Linked DNA regions of Mus musculus: regions 1 and 2 are each linked to region 3. The links are chromatin contacts, called in public HiChIP or PLAC-seq and promoter capture Hi-C maps. All regions are on one chromosome and are shown on one strand. Each heading gives the region's core, a stretch centred on a gene start, on an enhancer-like site or on the middle of the called end of the contact. The rest is flanking DNA. Distances are from core to core; before and after follow the strand shown.

The links. Promoter capture Hi-C pulls out the DNA fragments that hold promoters and counts their contacts. HiChIP or PLAC-seq counts read pairs in DNA pulled down with a chosen protein or histone mark.
Region 1: a contact with region 3 is called in an H3K4me3 HiChIP or PLAC-seq map of embryonic forebrain, with 2.7 times the contacts expected there. The contact joins the enhancer-like site here to the promoter of Susd4 in region 3. A contact is called at or near these places in 4 of 39 promoter capture datasets (the 3T3-L1 cell line, 3T3-L1-derived adipocytes, the C10 cell line and 1 more) and 3 of 115 datasets of contacts at active chromatin or transcription factors (embryonic forebrain and embryonic stem cells).
Region 2: a contact with region 3 is called in a promoter capture Hi-C map of neutrophils, with 8 times the contacts expected there. The contact joins the enhancer-like site here to the promoter of Susd4 in region 3. A contact is called at or near these places in 4 of 39 promoter capture datasets (cranial neural crest, embryonic stem cells, maxillary cranial neural crest and 1 more) and 3 of 115 datasets of contacts at active chromatin or transcription factors (embryonic midbrain, embryonic stem cells and neural tube).

What each region holds. Positions count from the first base shown.
Region 1 is chr1:183,094,284-183,097,156 of GRCm38.p6, reverse strand. It overlaps Disp1 (dispatched RND transporter family member 1), which reads left to right. Exons shown (of 10, transcript NM_026866.3): 9 at 816-913. Among named protein-coding and RNA genes, the nearest start is that of Gm33747, 30 kb to the right of the region's middle. Within about 2 kb of position 1,281, at least 14 of the 459 cell types and tissues checked have an H3K27ac peak or open chromatin away from gene starts, as enhancers often do. A contact at or near this core is called in embryonic forebrain, where this site is marked.
Region 2 is chr1:183,192,741-183,195,973 of GRCm38.p6, reverse strand. The region is part of intron 2 of Disp1 (dispatched RND transporter family member 1); the gene reads left to right. Among named protein-coding and RNA genes, the nearest start is that of Disp1, 27 kb to the left of the region's middle. Within about 2 kb of position 1,488, at least 28 of the 459 cell types and tissues checked have an H3K27ac peak or open chromatin away from gene starts, as enhancers often do.
Region 3 is chr1:182,762,645-182,765,608 of GRCm38.p6, reverse strand. Susd4 (sushi domain containing 4) reads right to left here and starts at 1,393. Exons shown (of 9, transcript NM_001356461.1): 1 at 1,213-1,393; 2 at 421-603. The coding sequence starts at 568.

The sequences.
Region 1 (2,873 bases), core at 32-2,531, 330 kb before region 3:
TGTGTCAGTTGATTTGCTAACAAAATTAGGCACTTTAGGTAAAGTTAACCTACTTTATCTCCTTTGATACATTCTAAACCTTTTAAGTAACCCAGACAAGCCTTCTCTTAGAGCACCTGCCTCCGTTCCATTCTCAGGATTATTTGACATAGGTCTTGTCATGGTTTACACGGGGTTTACCCGAGGAAGTAGGCCCAGGGACATTATCTTAGGCTTGCATTTGGTCACAGCCAGGTCGGAGTTAAAGACCCGACCCCCCACAGCATACACCTCCTTGTTCACAGTGTCTGTGTTGGTGGTACCCACACTCACATTCTCTCTCTGACTCTGGGGTAAAAGGGTAGCAGCGAGGGCAGTTACCAAGGGCAGTGAGCCTGTGGTCCTGGCATGCAGTGCTCCCGCCTCTCCTGGGGAGCTTTGATTCAGTTAGCTCTGTAGTCAGCTGCTAGAGAAACCACCCTTCTGGTCCTTTTTGATATTCTCTAGTGTGCCGTTCTAATATTTCTCGTGCCATTATAGGAAAGAAGAAATACCTTCAGTTAATTTTCTGCTGGTATCTTACGGCCTTTTCTTCCTAATTATAACGTGATCAGAAACAGGTTTGTTAGATTCTTACCACAAGGTCGTCATGCATTGAGTAGGTACAGGCTTTGAGGTAAAGTGACACACACACACACGTTCTCCTGAAACTTATCAAAGAAAAGATTTCCCTGCTCCTAACAAATTGTCTGTGTAGTTTCTTGTTTGAATTGTTTGTGAGTTCCAACTCTAGTCAAATAAATAACTGATAAACATTTTTCTTTTCGTCTTCCCAGGTGATGGATACTCCAGAGTAGTGTTTGCTTCAGCAGGAGGGGAGACTCTGTGGAATTTACCTGCAATTAAGTCGATGTGTGATGTGGATAATTCCAGGGTATGTAAAACACAGCTGAAATCAATTCAGCACAATAAAGTCATGTTACGGAACATCTGCCTCTGCCTTGCTGTCTGACCAATGAAAGCCAACGGGGCTTTCCGCTGTGGAGCAGGCCCCAGCAGGCCGGTGTGCTGTCGGGATCCCAGCGTCAGAGTCCTGTGTTTCCCCGTCTTTAGAAACACACTGCCTTCTTTAATAAAGAGCCCTCTCCTTTGCTGCTCATATCCTCTCGCTATGCTAGTCTTCTGTTATTTCACAGCGGGTTCTTTTCAGGATAATAGTGAAGGCTCTCTGTCTTCTCCTACTGGATCTTCTTAATTCAGTGTCTCTGCTCTGCACACTGCCCTCCCCTCGTCATATCTGCCCCTGCCCTCATCACACTGCCCCTCTCCTTTTCACATCACCCCTCCCCTCACCACATAGCTCCTCCCCTCGTCACACCGCCCCTCCCCTCGTTACTTGTCATCATTGTCACTGTGCAGTTAAAGACATACATGCCTCTCTTGCAGTCAGTGATTACTCCAGCCAGTGATTTCAAAGGAGAATTTGGGAAGCAGTCTAGGAAAGGGTGGAGAGGTGGGGGATGGGGGCATCAAAAGACCTTAGTGCAGTGCCTGTCTCAATGAGCTCTACTCCAAACCAGCTTCCTCCAGCTCTAACCACCTTGCTGCTTTGGAAGACACTAGATCCAGGAGGACAAGCACTTCCTGTGAAGCCAGCCAGCTCTGCGGCCAGAGACTGTCCCCACCCTCTATGCTTTGTGCTTCTGTGCTGAAGACTGTCCCCCACCCCTGGTTTTGTGTCTGACTTGCTGCCCTTGCCATTCTCTACCTGAATGGCCGTTAAAGAGTCCACGCGGCCTGGAATAAGTTTGATTCAGCTTATTCTCTTAGTATGTGTTAGACGCTAAGACTTCAAAAGCAGCCCTGTGCCTTTCAGCTGTGAAAGCAGTGTAGTCAGGGCTTCCTCTGTGTGCATGTGTCAGGTGATCCGTGAGAGGTAGCTTACACAGAAGGGACACCTAAGCAAGAACAGGTGTCAGGGCTTCATCTGTGTGTGTCAGGTGATCCGTGTGAGGCGTGTGAGGTAGCTTACACGGAAGGGACACCTAAGCAAGAACAGACTGAAGGAATATAGAAAGGGGAAATACTGGGAGGGAAAATGAAAGTGAGGAGAGACTTGCCCTCAATTAAGCAAAGCCTGCGGGGAGCTGTAAGTGACCTCCCGGTCACCAGACAACAGAATCCCTTCCAGTGGCATTTTTTCCGCCCAAGCCACCAAGGGGTAATAAGTTAGGAGAGGAACAAGTATGTGTTTTGGAAACTGGAACTCACGAATGTGGAAGCCAGAGGATAGCCTCAGCTATCCGTTCCTCACAGTGGGCTGGGACTCGCTGAGTAGACTCAGAGGATAGCCTCGGCTATCGTTCCTCACAGAGGGCTGGGACTCGCTGAGTAGACTAGATTGTCTGCCAGCACACACAGGGATCTACATGTCACTGTGTCCCCAGCACTGAAATTAAATGCACATGCCAGCATGCCTGCCTGGGTTTGCTGTGATTTGTGATCATGGGTTCTGGGATTCGAACTCCGGTCCTCATGCTGACATAGCAAGCACTCTACAGACTGAGGCGTCTCCCACCTCCTCTCTCATCCTCTTGGTAAAAAAAGTATGATGTTATGTGCAAAGTTCCTTTTTTAATCTCCACGTGTGTGTGTTTGTGTGTGTCCGCGCACACCTGGGTACACCTATCCCAGCACACATGTGGAGACAAGAGGAAACTTGCAGGAGCCAGTTCTCTCCTTCCATGTGGGTCCTGGGGATTGAACTCAAGTCCTCAAGGCTGGCCACAGGCACCTTTACCCACCAAGCCATCTCACCAGCCCAGTTCTTAAGAGCATGTTTACAAAGTGAGAGTTTGGCAAACAGACCCAAAACATACATCCAAAGGAGTATT
Region 2 (3,233 bases), core at 239-2,738, 430 kb before region 3:
GGTGTCGGAACCCCTGGAACTGGGGTTGTAGCTGATAGCAACTGCTTTTTATATTAGTGATCAAAAACATGGGATAGTGGCAGAGTTTTGTACATATTGTATTTTTAAAGGTGTATACCATGGTAACATAGAACAGCATGTTTGCTTTAAAGGATTTTTAGTCTCTCTCTTTGTATCTAATAGTAGCATGATAAACCTCTTTGATTCTAACTAGTTAGGGAATCTGTGCAGATCTAAGGTCAACACAAACAGAAATGCAGCTTCACCACTGCACACACTGCATCCCAGCCACACTGACAAAGCAGAGCCAAGGGGAAGGGCGTGAAGACAGGCAGCGGTGCTCTGTCACTAGGTCACTTGTAACTGTGTGGGAACCTGAGGTGATGGACACTGCTCATCAAGTCTCTATAAATTTTGAGCTTTCATTTTAAGAATCAAATATTTGCACTATTTATTTTACTAAGTCATTTTTAAATAGCTTGGTCAGTCTTTATCCCCATCCCCAAACTGTGGGCTGAATTTAGAGCCTCCTGTGTGCCAGGCAGGTACCCTACCCTGAGCCACACCCCTTCCCACCTCGACTGTGGAAAACATCTCGAGACAGGCTCTTGCCCTGTTGCTCAGGCTGGGCTTGACTTTGTTCTGCAGCCCACAGAGCCCTGGAGCTCTATCTTCCCGTTTAGATTTCTGTGTAGATAGAATTACAGGCCTGTGTTGTTTTATGTGGTACATCTTACAAACTCTTAGTTATCTGTGCCCCGAGCCTAGAATGAAACATGGAGATGAGCCACCCCTGAGCAGTGTTAGCAGCGCAAGCAAGAGCTGAAGACTATTCGCACAGGAGTGAGTGAGCAGTGACTGGTGACACACAAAGCATCCACACCCCGGGGCTTTGAAAAGTCCGCATTAAAGGCTCCAAAGGGTAAAATCAAAACGGCCATCCCAAGACAAGAAGGAGACGAATGAAAGATGACGAAGAAACAGATGGCGCTGACAGTCATGGCTGCCCCACCTGGCATGGGGGTGAGGGCACAGGAGGCGTAGCCGGTCTAGTCAGCACGGAGTGGGGAAGCGTAGCAAGACTCGACAGAGGAGTCACTCCATTACCGTCTCCTACGGGTCCATCACAGTTCTTGCCACTTGGACGGATCCTGACGCATTGGTATCAATTCTCCTGCCCTACGTGAACTGATTTCGGAGAGGGAAGAGTTAAGCCTAGTGACCTCACCTAAGCTTTATTATAGTAATGGGGGAATCAGGGTGAAGGGAGAGTTCCTTGTGCAACAAGTGAAAGAAAGGAGGCTTTCAAGTGCAGCCTAGAAGGTGGGCGTTTGGTGGTGTTTTTTTTTTTTTTTTTTTTTTTTTTTTTTTAAGAAAAAATATGGCTAATTGAGCAGGCTTTTTGAATTAAACCTTCTTATGCTTGATTGCACACTGAAGTATTGACTCTTTGGAGTGTATCTGTATCAGTGCTGGCTAATCTGCCTTTCGTTATGCAATGGGCAGCCGATCCAGCTTTCATTTTAAGACAGTCCTCGGTGCACTTGACCACTAAAACACATTCCAGCATTTGCTGTTCATTAGTGTCGTGACCGAAACAAAAATACTTTAATGCTTGATCCCAGAGTAGTTTGAAGTTAGTATAACTTTGCTCAGAAGGTATTTAAGCTTTAGTATCAGTTTCAAATAGGCCATGAGCCAACTTTCCAAGCTGTTTCTGAGTAAGACTGAGTTTTTCTGAATATAAAAAAATACATGATATGGCACTGTGCCATGTGGAGGGAACAGAATGGAACAATTACCCCAGGATTTGTACTGATAATTGTCATTCCAAGTGAGTCCTCTAAGATACTGTGAAGTGGGTAGAGGAACTCTGTCAACAGTTTGCTAAAATTTAGTTTTCAGTCATGAAGGATGAACTTTGAATATAAAAAGAGGACTGGGTTTGAACAGTAATTGAAGTTTCAACCCACTCTGTGAACTGATGCAGGACAGCAGTATCCAGAGATAGCACGGCAGAGTAGAGGGTAGCAGTGTAGACACAGCACACTAGAGCAGAGAGGGTGACAGTGTAGACACAGAACATGCTGGGTGGAGGCCGTATGAGGGTAGGAGGTAGGAAGCACATGGCTCCCGGGTCGGGGTCAGCTGTGACCAGGTTTGCAATATAGAGAGACTGTTTCTGGCTGATGGAGGATAGTTGTGCCTTCAGGCTGTTAGTTAGTTCATGTGGTCTCAGTAGAGTCACTACTCAGAGGCTGTTAGGACACAGGCAGACCTACAGTGGAAAGACACTTTGCTGTGACTAATTCTGTGTGTTATTACATACTCTCCATTAGGATTTTTATGGCTTATGCATACTGTTTGAATTTTGTAGCTGTATGAAAGCACAGCATTTTAAGAACTCTATGAACGGAGTTTTCGTGACTCTACTGCATTCGCTCTTTATCTGGAGATGCAGGCTTCCCATGACCTGCATGAAAGTCAGGCCTTACATCCGTATTTCTATCCGCCCTCAAGTTGTCCCAGACATGGCAGGTAAAATTAACCCTTTCTGCCAACTTCTGTGTTCTTTTGATCCATCCTCATGACATGTGAGCACTTTCTCACATTCTGTGATGAGAAGATACTCTAGTTTCATCCAGCACATTCCAGCCTTAACTAACTCTGAGCTTAGCTGATTTGCTAAAATTGTTAGCTAAGTAAAACTGTGTCCGTGACTTTCAAGTTCCATGGACCGACCGGCAAGACTTGAAGAAAGCAATGTTGTAGGTCCCTGTGTAGCACATGTGCCCACATTTGTCTCTTCTTTTTATTCATTCCAACGCTGACAATGAGTAATACATCCTCCCGACACTGATTGGAGTGTCAGCCCCACTGTATGCCCTGCTCTGCTTCCATATTCTGTTCCTTCCACTGGGTATCTGGAAGTGAGGCAGAACAGAATTTACTTCAGTGGTCAGTTACAGTGGTAAGCAAGAGTTGTGTATAAAATGATATGGTGCCCACCTGGAAGGATTAAGTCAACACATTTACCATTTCTACATTCTCAAAGTACACGCCTCAGTTTTTAAAGCATGGAGAGTAAATCTGAACGGCTGCTGAGGAGCCATGCATAGACGTACAGTAGACATTGTGGAGCTGGTCCCGAAGAGGGTCCCTGTGACCGTAGCACATGGGAGGCTGAAGCAGGAGGATCGCTAGTTCACGGCTCATCAGGCTACATAGCCAGC
Region 3 (2,964 bases), core at 144-2,643:
CTTCAAGACGGTTTATTCTAAAGTAGTTCAAATCCAGAAGCCCAAACCTGACCTGTGTGTGAAGGGCAAAGATCAAGGGTCGAAGGGCTACAAATACACTGCTTCCCCCCACCCCCACCCCCACACACTCCTTTGATCCTCTTTTTCCTCTGGGCCAAAATGGGAAAATGTGCCAGGCTTCTTATCCTTCCTTCAGAAAAGCCCAATTGGGCTGCCGGTGGGTGTGCGAACCTACACCGGTTCCACACAATTTTCTGTGAACTCCAGGGGTTTTGCAGAAGGCTGGGACACAGGGACTCTATTTCTCAGGCACCCCTAAAGTCTGCACGTATGCAGAAGGCGCAGTGCTGTCCGGTCGGTACAGTCTCCCCTCCCTGCTGGGCCATTCAAAGCTCCCCCCACCACAGCGGGGTCACTCACCACCCGTGAGCTGTGCAGGGCCAAAGCACAGCGCCAGTTGAAACCACAGGATCACGGCCAAGAGTCTCTGGGGGGACTGAGGCTGCTGTTGCTGCAGCTGCTGCTCTAGAAATCCATCTCCATTGCTCGGGTTCATTCCATGATACATCTTTCATCCACAGAGGGCATCCAGCTTGCGAGAGTCTGCAACCAGGAGCGGAACACGACAATACCCCGGGGTTGCCCGGGCTCTGGGGCCAAGCTCTCCCTCCTCCACCCTGGGGGCCCGGTGCCTGGGCTTTGCGGGCTCCATCCCATCCCATCCCTGTTCGCCCCTGCGCAGCCCCCGCCCCCTTTCCCACAGCGAGATCCTCCCTGCCACCCCCCATGCAGGGTCCAGAGAGTAGCAGCCACCATGGGATACTGCGCGTGCGGGAGGGATGGAGGAGGGGAGAGAGGACAGGGGTTAGTGCACACTGGCTCTGTGCTGGTCCCCGGGATTCAGCGGCTCTGATCATGACAGGAAAGTCTAAAGCCTTATAGCATCAAGCGGCTGAGAAAACACTTTTCCCCGGGCCTGTACATTTCACTCTGAGGAATCTCACAATGTGCCCCCTGCTGCCCCTGGATACTTCTCTGCTTTTCCAAGGATTGGGAGGCTCCTATTGCCCCAGTCCCTTATGAAATCTGAGCTGTTATTTTTATTTTAAAAATTCCTCCCTTAGGGGAGCTGAGCCAGGAGCCAACTCGCCCAGCCCGGCCTGCGCACGCCTCCCCGGGGCAGGCAAGCCCCTTCCGGGCTCCGGCTCTTACCTGTGGGTCTCATGCATGCAGCTTCCTTCCCTCCTCCGCCTCCTCCCCCCGCCAGTCTAACCCGCATCTGTGCGCGACCTCTGCTGCCGCCTCTGCGCGAGCAAGCAAGCGAGCGAGCGAGCAAGACAGAGGAGCGAGCGAGCGAGCGAGACGGAAGCCTCGGCGGCTGCCGGGCTACACCGCCCCCGCCCGTCCCGCCGCGCGCTCCCTCCCCGGGCTCCCCCGAGTGGCCGGGGGCGGGGGTGACGAGGGCCACGGCTGCCGGGCTGCGCGCGCCCGCTACCTGAGCTCGGGAGCGCGCGGCGGCGGCGCGGAGAGGGGGAGGAAGGGACGAGGCCCGGGCGCGCGCGGGAAGGGCAGGGGCGCGCGGGCCTGCACGCGCCTCGGCGGGTCCCAGCCAGCGCCGGTAGCAGGGGTAAGGGGATGGCGTGGGCGGAGGAGGACGCCGTGGCCAATGGGAAGCCGGCGCGCCTGCACCTGTCGGGCACGAGTCGCCAGGCGGCGGCACACACGCACACGCATTCACACACGCGCATACGCGTATGCACGCACACATACCCAGGCACACGCACGCGCACACACCGCAGGTCTGCGCCGCGATCCTTCACCAGTGGCCTCTGGAGCCCTTAGCCCCGTGTGTGCCACCAGAGGCTGTGACCTCGAAGGTGGAGGTGGACAGGATGATCCCACCCAGGACCATCACCGATGACAGGGTTAACTTGAATGGGGCGGTGTAAGCACAACCCTTGCTGCTAAAACCTCAAGTTCTTGGTGACCCCGAACATCTCCACGGGTGTGAGCTTCCCCTAGAGCCCAGTGGACAGCCCGAGGAGGCTGGGTCTCTGTCTCCCGTCCCTTGCACCGTCGGCATTTTCCCTCTTGGCTGCCTTGGAGATAGACGCAAGCATCTCTCGGAGCTTTCTCTTGAGAGGCTCTCCCTCAGGGAGACAAGTGACCGGGCAGTGAGATGATGGGTGCCAATGCGGGAAAGCTGGATATCACCGGAAGCTTATTTCCTTTGGGTAAGAACCCGAAAGGATCAGGGGTCCCCAGGAAAGAACGTTCCCCTGGTCAGCGGTCCCTTCCTGGTGTCTTAAGTTCAGCCTGCTGCTAGCTCTGTTCTCCCAACCTTTGCTGTTCCCCAGCAAGCTAGACCTCCCTCTGAGGTCTGGGCCGGCTCCTAGGGTACTTGTGTGAGCCTTGGTGATTAAGGGGTGTGCCTTAATGAGGTAGGGCCGGCAGGCAGTATTTTTGAACCACTGGATCCCCATTATTCTGTAGCAATTTGTGGATATGAAAAACCATGTTTCTGATACAGCCACCAAATCATCTCGTCCTTCTATCGACTTTCCCAAAATCTCACATACTGAAGGTAGTTTGGAAATTACAGCTTTTACCGTGTTGGCTTTTACTGCGAGTAATTTTAACAAATTCTTGCAGGAGAAATTAGCTTTTAGTAGATAAATCTAGTTCAATGTTGTTGATTTTTTTTTTCGATTTGTAAAATTGAGATGTCAGCTTTGCACGGAGTAAGTTGAACAGTTTTGGTTATCACAAATGCATTTCTGCTAAAGCCTGAACTCTGAAGCCCAAAGCATTACTTGGGCATTTTTCTGTGTTTCCAAGGTCCTAAGATTGTTCGCTGCAAATTGAATATTTATTCTAGCTTATTCTCAATAAAATATCTACCGTTTTAAAAATAGCTGTCAGATCCACAGGGCATAAAACTATTTGTTGACCATGCAACAAATG